2 separate regions of the Sus scrofa genome follow, and region 1 is linked to region 2. A link is a contact called in public Hi-C data. All regions are on one chromosome and are shown on one strand. Each heading gives the region's core, a stretch centred on a gene start, on an enhancer-like site or on the middle of the called end of the contact. The rest is flanking DNA. Distances are from core to core; before and after follow the strand shown. Region 1 has its middle 230 kb from the start of MIRLET7C. Region 2 has its middle 45 kb from the start of MIRLET7C.

What was found. A called contact is a pair of places that touch in the nucleus more often than the background predicts.
Region 1: a Hi-C map of liver shows a contact between it and region 2, with 3 times the contacts expected there. The contact joins two enhancer-like sites. A contact is called at or near these places in 1 of 5 promoter capture datasets (liver) and 1 of 47 Hi-C or Micro-C datasets (liver).

The regions. Positions count from the first base shown.
Region 1 is chr13:181,529,910-181,535,675 of Sscrofa11.1, reverse strand. No RefSeq gene overlaps it. Among named protein-coding and RNA genes, the nearest start is that of MIRLET7C, 230 kb to the right of the region's middle. Within about 2 kb of position 2,970, at least 9 of the 83 cell types and tissues checked have an H3K27ac peak or open chromatin away from gene starts, as enhancers often do. A contact at or near this core is called in liver, where this site is marked.
Region 2 is chr13:181,345,113-181,350,711 of Sscrofa11.1, reverse strand. It overlaps a transcript of LOC106508546 not described here. Among named protein-coding and RNA genes, the nearest start is that of MIRLET7C, 45 kb to the right of the region's middle. Within about 2 kb of position 2,686, at least 59 of the 83 cell types and tissues checked have an H3K27ac peak or open chromatin away from gene starts, as enhancers often do. A contact at or near this core is called in liver, where this site is marked.

The DNA of each region.
Region 1 (5,766 bases), core at 1,721-4,220, 180 kb before region 2:
ATCTAAGAAAACATTGCTACAATTTATGTTAGAGAATGTTCCGCTTATGTCTTCGTCTAAGAGTTTTTTGGTGTCATGTCCTGTATTTAAGTCTTTTAAGCCATTTTGAATTTATTTTTGTGTGTGTGTGTTCTAACTTGATTTACATGTGACTGTTCAGACACAGAAAAGTTTTTAATAAAAGAATAATACATAGAGTTGGGAACAGGGATAAGAGAGCAAACAAGAGTTTGTGAGGCACCCAAATTCTAACAATACTAGGAAGTCTCAGCCACTCTGAAAGTCAAGTGAATGCAGGAAGGACACAGGGTTATGGTGGATTCCTGGAGTAAGGACCAGGAGGAAGCCTCTGATGAGAACATTAGCTATAGAGAGAAACAGCCACCGCCACAATGTGGCACCAAAGCAGTAAGGAAAAGGAGAGTAAATGTAGATTTTTCTCTCTTCCCACCCTCTTCTCCTGCCAGTGCTCTTGTTGACCAAACCTAACTGAAGGTGAGCTTGAGGAGACCCAAGGACATTGAGAGGCTACAGTGACATTGCAGCCAAGGAGAGCTGCAAGGCCATTGAAGCTTGTAGCAGTCACCTATAAGAGACTATAATGGAGGTCTAAAATTTAAACAGAACCAATTACATATATATATGTGTGTGTGTGTGAGTGTATATATATATATATATATATATATATATATATAAACTCTTCTTGATTTTTTATATATATATAAGTATATATATATTTCATATATTTTCAAATAAATATATATATATATATGAAAGAAGAGTTAATAGAAATTGGCTGACATGGTTATGGAGATCCAGAAATCTCATAGTCTGCCAGCTGCAAGCTGGAGATTGGGAAAGCTAGTGGTGTAATTCCAGTGGATTCCAAAGAGGCCTGAAATTGGAGGGGCTGAAAGGCCTGACTGTGTGGGTCCCAGTCTAAGTCTGAAAACCCCGAAACCAGGAATGCCAGTGTGGGAGAGCAGGAGGAGATAAATGTCTCAGCTCAAGCAGAGGAGTGAAGTCATCTTTCTTCCACATTTTTGTTTAATTTGGGACCTTGGTGGATCGGATAGTGTCCACCTCATTTGGGAGGGCCATTTGTCTGTTTTCCTCAGTATGCTGATTCAAATGCTTCTCTCTCCCCCAGACACACCTAGAAATACTGTTCTACCTGCTCGCTGGGCATCCCTTAACCCAGTCAAGTCGACACACAAAAATTAACCATCACAAGCATAGGGAGGTCAGAGACGGGAGGGAAATGGATTCTATGGGAAAAAGAAGACAAGCCCAGGGCACCTGCTCAGACATAGTTTTCTTTATGATCACCGGGGAGCTTGGTGCAATTTATTCTTCATCAATGTGGTAGATGCTGAATTTCCTATGCCTAATGCCTCAAAAGTGCACTTTTAATTTGGTTCAGTAGATTCTTCCATAAACAAGTGTCATCATATTTACTTTATTAGATGGGGCTTGTACCTTTCTCCTGCTCTTGAAAAATCCAGTTTGTTGTTCCACTGAGAGAAAGTATGTCAGGTGCATGTGTGGATAAGGCGGACATAAACAAGTCCATATTCAGCTCACACAATCAGTTAGTGTATTTTCAGGGGAATTGAAGTTTGTTATGGCAGAACAAAGAAGCAAAAGTCATACTACATCATAAAAATGGAAATGAGTTTAAATTCTCAGCTCCATTTCCTGAGCCAATGAACATAAAGTTCATGTTCTGCATCTGTTGCTGAGATGGATCTATAGTTATGTTAGGGTAAACTAAAATAAACCCCAAATAGGTTTCTAGAGTCACCCTCAAAGCTGAAAACATATATCTCGGTCTCTCTGTGGGTAGATTTAGGGACATACTACTTGGGGTTTTTGTGCAGGTTGTGATTTCCTCATTTTTACAAGAACTGTAAAATTACAGTATTTTCCCATTATATTTTCCCTTTCAAGCTTGGCAAGCAAGCCGTACTGATCCGGTGCCAATATTGCATCCATGAGATACTGAAGGCCAAATGTCTGCGTTTTAGAAAATTTAATTATAAGGAAGAGAAGAATTTATAAAAAGCCTGCTACTGATAGAAATGTTTTCATTCAATATATTTTCATCCAATAGTGAACCAGAGCAGCTTTCTTTCTTTTTCTTTTTTTTCTTTTCCTTTTCCTGAACCATTTTGCTGCTGTGTTTACAGCCTGGTACTGCGGCGCTGGGCTAGCAAGGGAGACTAGGAGGCAGACGTGACCAGACACAAAGGTGATAAAGGCTTGTCTCATTTCAATGTGCAACCAGAGTGGAATGCAAATAGCAAGCAATGCATGACAAAAAGTAAATTAGATCTTTAAAAATCCTTCCTTTAATAATCTTAGATGATATTGGCAGTCAGGTAAGGCTTTTCTACGAATACAGGATTTTTAGCTCAGCAAAATCGCCTTAAAAGCCAGATAAGGAGTAATGTAATTTTGTTCCTTCAGTATAAATGGCATGCCTTCCTTTTCCACAGTGCCTTTTGAACACACAAATACAGACACACCTGTATTTTTTCTGATGGTTCTCGTTCTTAAATTGTTTAATGATATGCTCTCATAGCAAATGTTTTTAATATCTATGACAGTAGCACACTGACCCAGGTACTGGCAGCTCCAAGGTCAACATGATACAAAACATCCTTTCTGGGAGATCACAAGTTGCCTGGAGGAGCCGTACACAGATACAAGCAATCCAGTACAACATAACAAAATGCTGTAGTGTAGGTTTGATACAGGGCTTGTGGAGTACAAGCAGGGAGCAACTGGTTCTGCCTCTAAATTAAAAAGTGAGTCCAGAAAACATACAACAGAACTGGACTGTGAAGGAATTTGTCAGGAATAATAGAGATAAATACTTTCTTAGAAGAGGAACAAAATATTCAGAAACACAGAGTCCTGTGATGATAAAGTCCATTCAAATTGGCACCCATCCATTTTGTTAACGTCAAAATGGCATGAAACCAGCAAGAAGAGTGGAGCTAGCTCTTGGCACTTACTTACTCTGTTCAGGTCAACAGAGCTTCAGACTAACAGTGAAATATATATTGAGGTAGACCCACATTTGAATTTTGATCCAGTCTTGGGTCACCTGGCTTCTGAGAGCTTTAGTGTTCTAATATCAGAAATAGTGAGGATACACTGGTAGAGGACTTATTTTGTTTGATTGAATGATACAACTTGTAGAAGTACAGGGCACCTGAGGGACTCTTGTAGACTGACTTATTTGTGAATGAAATTGATTTACACAAGTTTTGAAATGAGATAACCTTGTTTTCTAAGTTTCTCACACTAATTAGCTGAGTGAGCCTGGGCCTGTGAACTAACTGCTCTGAAGGTCGGTGTTTTAATCTGTAAGATAAACACAGTGAGGCTTAGTAGCACTGTTGGGAAGAGCAGAAACACTGAACTGAAGGTAAAGCTTCTGACCCACCACCTAGCCCATAGCAACTGCTCAACAAAGGAGTGAAGAGACAGTGATGCAGAAGAGAAAACATTTTATTTATCCTAAAGCACGATGCCGGGAATAAGGGCAGTGCTGTATTTAGCTGAGAAATTACCCATTCCATTTTTAAAGGAACGCATGGCATCCTACTTCCTTTCCAAAATACCATGTCGGAGATGGCATTTAGCATCAGCCCCCTCTATTCTGCAGTTTGTGGGGAAGATGTTGGTGAAAAGCACAGTAAATGCCAAAGCAGGGGTTGAGATAAAGAGGACAGAGAGAAACCGGAAGTTCTTGTTTTTGATGTTCTAGAACCTTTTCCCTCCATCCTCATCTTCAACAGAACAGGTTTCTGATATCAGAATACAATGGAGAGGCACACACTGAGGAAAGGCCAGGTAAGGACACCCAGAAGGTGGCTGTCTGCAAGGCTAGAAGAGAGCCCTCACCAGGAACTGAAGGGACCTGCACCTTGATCTCAGACTTCCAGTCTCCAGAACTGTGAGAAATAAGTGGGTTTTTTTTCTGTTGTTGTTGTTGTTTTTTTTTTTTTTTTTAACAACACAATGGATATAAGAGGTCCTAAAACATGCCTCTGGGGTCAGTTAAAATACATGTGAGGATCTCCCCTCCTGTGTTCTTTTGGAGCAGGTTTCTTTGTCTCCAAAGCCATGTTCAAGCTAGCTTGGCTGTCAGCAGCAGCAGAGAAAGATTTGTGATCTGAATCTCAGGCTTGGAGTTGTTTACTGTTGAGTATAGTCAGGCATCATTGCATTTTCTTCTCTCTTTAATATGTTACTGGCAATCGGGTGGCTTAAAGCCTCTCGCTCCAAATGGAAGCCTATTTTTTTTTTTTTTTTTTTTTTGCTTTGTTCTCCCTTCCCTCTGCTCAGACACATGGCCACCTGGCATATGCTGTGTATTCTCTGTGCAGAGATTGCCAGCTTGCAAACAAAGCCCGGGTGGACACGCACGGCCAGAGCAGCCACGATGGCTGTCAACTCAGTCAAACCACTGGTCATTTGGTCAAACATTCAGATGAAATGGTTTCTTTGACTGAATTAACCATAGGAACAGTAGATCCTGTCACGTGTGGACAGAAAAGAATAGTAGTTCACAAGTTTCTTTTCAATGCCTCACATTGCTGAAAGACAATTCCCTAAAAACTTTGATATTTTATAAATTCAAACTAGACATTATTGGCCAAATGCACTCCAATTACTTTAGAATTTGCCAAGGGAAGAAAGCGAGAAAAGCTAAAACCATTAGTTTTCAAAGATAGTCCCCATTTCTCCCTAGAAGTTATAAGGATTTTTAGAAGGCTTTGTGATAGCTATTCTAGACATAACAGGTACTATTCAAGATTGGTATATTTTAAGAGGTAATTTTCTATGCCTAAATTACAATAAAAACCATTTGTAAAGAAAAAGGAATAAGCTTACAAATAAAATAACTAATAGGATTTTTTAAAGTGGTAGCCACACATATTTTTGGAATTCCTTTTTGCTTGAGGAGGTGCTTTATACAGCACAGCTTGCTTTACACAAAGAGAAAACTTAATAAAGAGAGTATCAGAGTTCCCATCATGGCTAAGCAGAAATGAATCTGATTAGTATCCATGAGGACTCAGGTTCGATCCCTGGCCTTGCTCAATGGGTTAAGTATCCTGCATTGCCATGAGCTGTGGTGTAAGTCACAGATGAGGCTTGGATCCCCAGTTGCTGTTGCTGTGGTGTAGGCCGGCAGCTGTAGCTCGGAGTCGACTCCTAGCCTGGGGACCTCCATATGCCATGGGTGTGGCTATAAAAAACACACACAAAAAAGAAAAAAAGGAGTGTGTTAAAGATTCAGTGTCTCGGAGTTCCCGTCATGGCACAGTGGAAAATGAATCTGACTAGGAACCATGAGGTTTTGGGTTTGATCCCTGGCCTCGCTCAGTGGGTTACGGATCTGGCATTGCCGGGAGCTGTGGTGTAGCTTGCAGACATGGCTTGGATCCCTTGTTGCTGTGGCTGTGGTGTAGGCAGCAGCTACAGCTACAATTAGACCCCTAGCCTGGGAACCTCCATATGCCGCGGGTGCAGCCCTAAAAAGACAAAAGACAAAAAAAAAAAAAAAAAAAGGATTCAGTATCTTCATTCCCTTTGTTTTTCTAAATTTACATTTCACTATTGAAAGATAAATACAGTATTTTTTTTTTGAACTTTAGATGTATATACTCTTGCAGATACTTTTTTTGTAGCTATTTTCGCCAAGAGTAATTTGTTGGCAAACAGGGTACCTCTCACTCAGTTTAGCAT
Region 2 (5,599 bases), core at 1,437-3,936:
TAAAAAGACTAAAGAAAACTCTGGCAATAAATACCAATCACAAAGCAGCATTCTTCTTAAATCAGTTGCAAAATCTAATAGGGTCAAATAAAGAAGAGGGCAAATCATTTTATTTCTAGGCCTCAACATGATTATAGCTATACATTACATATTCTCAGCCACAGTTATGTGAAAACACAGGATTTATTTAAGTAGCTAATGTATATATTTCTATACATATGAAAAAAGTTATAAATTTAAACCACTCTTCATTATTAACTGAGTTATTCTTTAGACTAGCTGTCTTAAAATACACCAGAAGAAGCATTTAAAAAACATCTGTATCTTAATTTTGCTTCTTACACAGATATCTTATATTGCTTTTATATGGTCATTAGAATACAAATGCTATTTCAGTGCACCTCTGTAATCACTTTCAAGTACAGTTTCTACAAATTGTATTTTGGGGGGTGGGTCATGTTCGAAACATTGCTGATTATAAAGAAGAGCATTGTTCTTTTCTCCTAGGCAGAATCTATGTATGTTCTTTTGTTCTGATGGTAACTGCAGACAATCAATAAGGTCCAAAGCTGCTGGTTCCCCTCCGCCTAGGTCCCAAGAGCCTGACTTGTGATGTTACTAAAATACCTCACAAGTTAGGGTCTCAGGGACTAGGAAAAGTCTGGTTTGATGCGGTAGAATTCTTCTTCCAGTTATAAAGCTAGTTTAGAAATTACAGTTGGGTCCAATTAACTTTTTCCTCTAAGTACTAATTAAATGACATACGTAGAAATATATATGGTATATAAAAGGCAGGATGAGCTGAGTATTCACGACGACCATTTACAGACTAATTTCAGACCTTAAAATAATGAAGACTGTAAGAAACAAGGCAGATAATAAACAGTTAAGAGTCGTTCCATTAGATCCAAGAAAGATACCAAAAATGGGTTAAAATCTGTTTCTAGACTATTTGTACAGCAACACCATAGCCTCCATTATATTAAAGGAGGATTATATGCCAGTTAATGGGACCCTAATTGAAATTTCGCTTCTCATTACAAGTCTATACAGCACAACTTTTAAGGTGGGCCCAGGACATATAACACTTTAAATCTAATTTAAATATATACTGTTGCAGTTAAGAATAAAACAAAAACTTTTTTGCATGTCATAATTTAATACCTCTGAAGCTTGCTATTTCTCTTTGAATCTCCAAACTCTTCAGACAGCCAATATTTCCATGCATACTCTGTAGCTATTTGAGCAATGCCACTTAACAAACACGTAACTTAAAATGCTGGCAACATGATTAAAAAAAATGTTTCTATTTTTAAATAATTGCATTATAAAGCTCAATACTTTTGAAAATACACAACCCCCATCCTGCATATTCACTGAATTTCCTCCGATCTTTTAGCCTTGTTTGTGGTTCGAGAACAGAATTTGTACTTTAGGAATGATCCAAGGTTTAGTAGCATAGAACGCAGGGTAAAACAATCGGACCAGCCATAACATAAAAGTCCTGGCCACAGAAGTGGAATCTGGTTCTTCTGAAGTGGTTGATCTTAAAAGGGAAAAGAGGAGGAAAAAAAAAAAAAACAAAAAAATGGAAAGAATTAGAATGTTTTCCTGTAGAACAGGTGAATCATCCATTTCCAAGTAAGCTGCAAGGAAAGCTATACTGAACAAAATATTTGCTAACTGGCCCCCCTCCTCCACCCTAGTACCACACCCCTTTCCAACCACCACCCCCCACCCTCTGTCCAGATCTTTACTTTGCCTTGTTAAGACTTTAAATATTCTGCTCCATGATGTAATGCATCATTATATAAGATCTCTTTCTGTTTATCGTTTGATTTTCCATACTGAATCAGTTATGGCTTAAAATAGTAAATAGTTAAAAAATAAAATAAAACAAAAAAGCAGCACTCATAAAAAGCAAAAAAATAAAACAGTCCTTAGATATAAGTCCATGCTTTTCCTTAAAACTGAATATGGCTTTACAATTTTTGACCATAGCATTCAACCAATTATTAGAATGAAAAATCTCACCCCTCCATAAATATGACATTAACATAATTATACCACCCCCATCACGGAGACCCATCCTCCTTAGGGAATACATCTGATGCTCCAAAGATGGAAATCAGTCAGATTTTAGTTGCTCTCCAACGTACCTTTGCTTCTCACTGACTGACTGGCTTTTACCCTCCACGCACTCACACGCCACCCCCTCCCCTCGGCTAGACACGGATGCCGGAGCGAGCACGCGCGCGCACAGGCATACAGACACCCAGCGAGAGGCGAGGCAAAGCATCTGATGCTGACTCAGAGCGCTTCTGTGTGCTGGGGGTGGCAGCGGCTGGTATTTTCACTGCGCTCATCATTAACATTAACTCACAGTCTAGCATCCACCCTCTCCCAGACCTGCGGGACTGCAGTATTTGCATGACGCTGTCACTCTAGCTTTTGCAGGTCAGATGATGGAAGAAAAAAAAAAACAACAGAAAGAAAGAAAAGGAGTTAAAAGAAAAAGCCCTCAGAGCCTTCATTTCTTCCAGGGTCTCCTTATTTTTCCACATTTCTACTTCCTCTGTGGCTATGTCTCAGTTGTTTGACATCTTTCCGGAAGAAACTGTCTTGTGCTTCACTGAGCCAGTAGTCAGCAGGTCCACCCCTCACCTCACACTCCGATCCCCACCCTCCCCCAACTCCCAATCAATAAGACAGATCTCCAAATACAGTTGTGGAAACAGGCTCCGACACAGTCTCATCCTGGATTCACTACCTCAGGAAGCAGGCAGCCAGGCTCACACGTGATAGAGAAATAATGCCAGCAAATCTTTAGCAGTCTTAGACTTTATTCTACGCTTTCATTCCCACCCACCCCCATCCCGGCTGACGAAAGAGCAAAAAAAAAACCCTTTCCACTTGTCTCTGAAACCCACAAACAGCTTAAGAGACACATGATTGAGGTGGATCTGTAAAGATCAATCATTTCTATTTACTAATGAAAAAAAACTATGATTTTAATAAAAATAATTGCTTAATATTTTTATTAGCTGTGCTCTCATTTCACAGGAATTACGAGATCTGCCAGGATCTGAATCATCAATATGATTTAAACTGCGCTGAAATCCTAACTTGATGGGATGAAATTAACCGACAGGGATATTAATATATATATATATATATATATATTTACTTTTTCGATTTAAGAACTTTTAAAAATAATAATAAATAGCCGTGTTGATGAATATGTATATCAGTTTTTGAGACTAGAAAATGTTTGCAGGCTATAAATATTAAAGATTAAAGATATGTTTACTTACAATATGGATTTGCACATATATGTGAAAACAATCTACTATGTGCATTGTTACAATAAGAAGTAAAAATTTGGACGCAGTCGTATGTGAGCTACAGTGTTTCATAACATAGAAGGCAGTATATAGGTATTTACCAGTTCCTTTGTTCTTCAACTGTTCCCTTTAATGATAGAACGTGGTAAACTGCCTACCTTTCTTTTCTACACAAGCAATATTTCTGAATAACTTGCCAGACAGAGCCAGCCATCAGTGACTCCGCAGCTTGCAAGAACTAGATACAAAGGATAGAAAAAGTACGATGATTCTCAAGCCAACTCTAATGCTGTCTGGTGCTGGAGAAATTTCGGTTTACCCACACAGACAGATCCCATCATGCACTGCGGCACTGCAGGACCAACTAAGGTAGCAGTCTGGCAGCAGATCTGTGGCAACAAACGTGAAGGACAACCGTTTGCAGAGGTTCCAAAGAAAACATCACACAACCCTTAAAGAGAAAGAAGCAACTGAACTAGGATATGTACCTTTACAATCAGCCCCTCCAAGCTCCTGATTTGAGAGAAAAAGGGGGGAAAGGGAAAACTTAAGAGCAAAAATAAAAAGCACAAATAAAGAAACCGTCACCTGGAGGAAGCTTGGAGTTTACACACTCTCACTAGAGAGAGAAATACAGGAAAGGAAAGAACAGGAGGGGGAGGAAGAAAAGGAAACAGAAAAGGGAGGAGGGAGGGGAATGGTGGATAAGGGGAAAAAAGGAACAGGGGAAAGAGCAAAGAATCACTGAGCATTGAAGTAACAAATAAAATAGGAAATTCGATTTCAGAAACCAAAGATTCCAGATCAGAGTTCGAGCTTAGAATTTACTGAAAACCTGTAACAGAAACTAATGCATACACAGCATAGTTTAAAATACTGATTGTTGGTAAGACGCCTGCTGACTTCCTTCCTGTTCTACGTCTGTGTACTAAACTGGTCATTTCTAAAGTCTCTTTGCTCAGATCCATCTTTTTTTTTCCTCTCTCTCTCTCCAGAATCATCTGTGTCCTTTACGCTATTTTTTTTTTTTTCTAGACAGTTGCCCACAATACTCTGGATAAATTAATGTTGTGACCTTGCCATGGCTATCGGACATAAAATGTCGACTATTTTAATAATTGAACATGTGCTTACAGCAAACTGCCTACTGATATCTTAGCTCTGTGGACAGTCAGCTTAAGCACCTCACTCCCAGCTCTGTGAATCGGAAACAACAGATGCAAATACCACTTTTGTTTTTTCCTATTCCATGCCGTCTCTGAATGTTACATACAGGGAAGACACACACATTATTTAACTTAACAGAAAGCATAAAAACATTAACCAAGGGAGTTATAAGATAAAGAAGAAAGGTTTGAAGAAAAATAATAATTATAAACGAATGGCCATGCATTTAAAATATTTATGTCTGGATCTGAGTTAGTCAGTTGCCCAGTGCCCAGGCTTTTTATCAAGACCACCTTTGAGCCAACAGGAATGTAGCCCTGATTAAATCAATATTTATTTGAAAGAAGATGTATCAGTTCAACTATGGCTGTCATAGACACAAGATTAAGGTCTCTTCTTATTCTAAACGTCTATCCATCAATACTAAAACATTCCTAAAGGACACTCTGACTACAGCCAAACTATTTACAAAATAAAAATTTCAATGTATTTTATATTTAATTTGAAGAAGCAATGCAGTGCAGTCTTCCTAGATCAATTATTTTTAGATGTTATTTGAGTTTTGTTCTATTAACTTAAAAAAATACCTACGATACATCTGGATCTATATCAAATGATGTATTATTAAATTAAAGGAAGCAATAACTACTCTAAAATACTTTAATACGACCTGTCTTCTACCTTACTATTAAGGCAAGGATCATTTCTTGGAAAGGCCATTTGAACTCACTGTTATGAGAGTTATGGGAGTTGCACTTAAAAGCACTTGTAAGGAAGATGAAGGACAAAGTGATCGACAGTTCAAACTTTGACTCAAAATTCATGGATGTGCAGAATATATTGTTTATTATTACTTGCATATTTTGTTTTATTTTATCTGTACTTTTCAACCAACAACATGTACATAACAAATTAAAATTAAATAAGGTAAAAACTCGGTTCCTCTGTTGCCTTAACTATATTTCACATATCCAGGAGCACCTGTGACTGGTAGTTACCATTTTGGACAATGCAACTATAAAACTTTTCAACCGTGAAGAAAGTTTTATTGGACAGTACTGAATTACACTGTCCCATGAAAAGTGTAT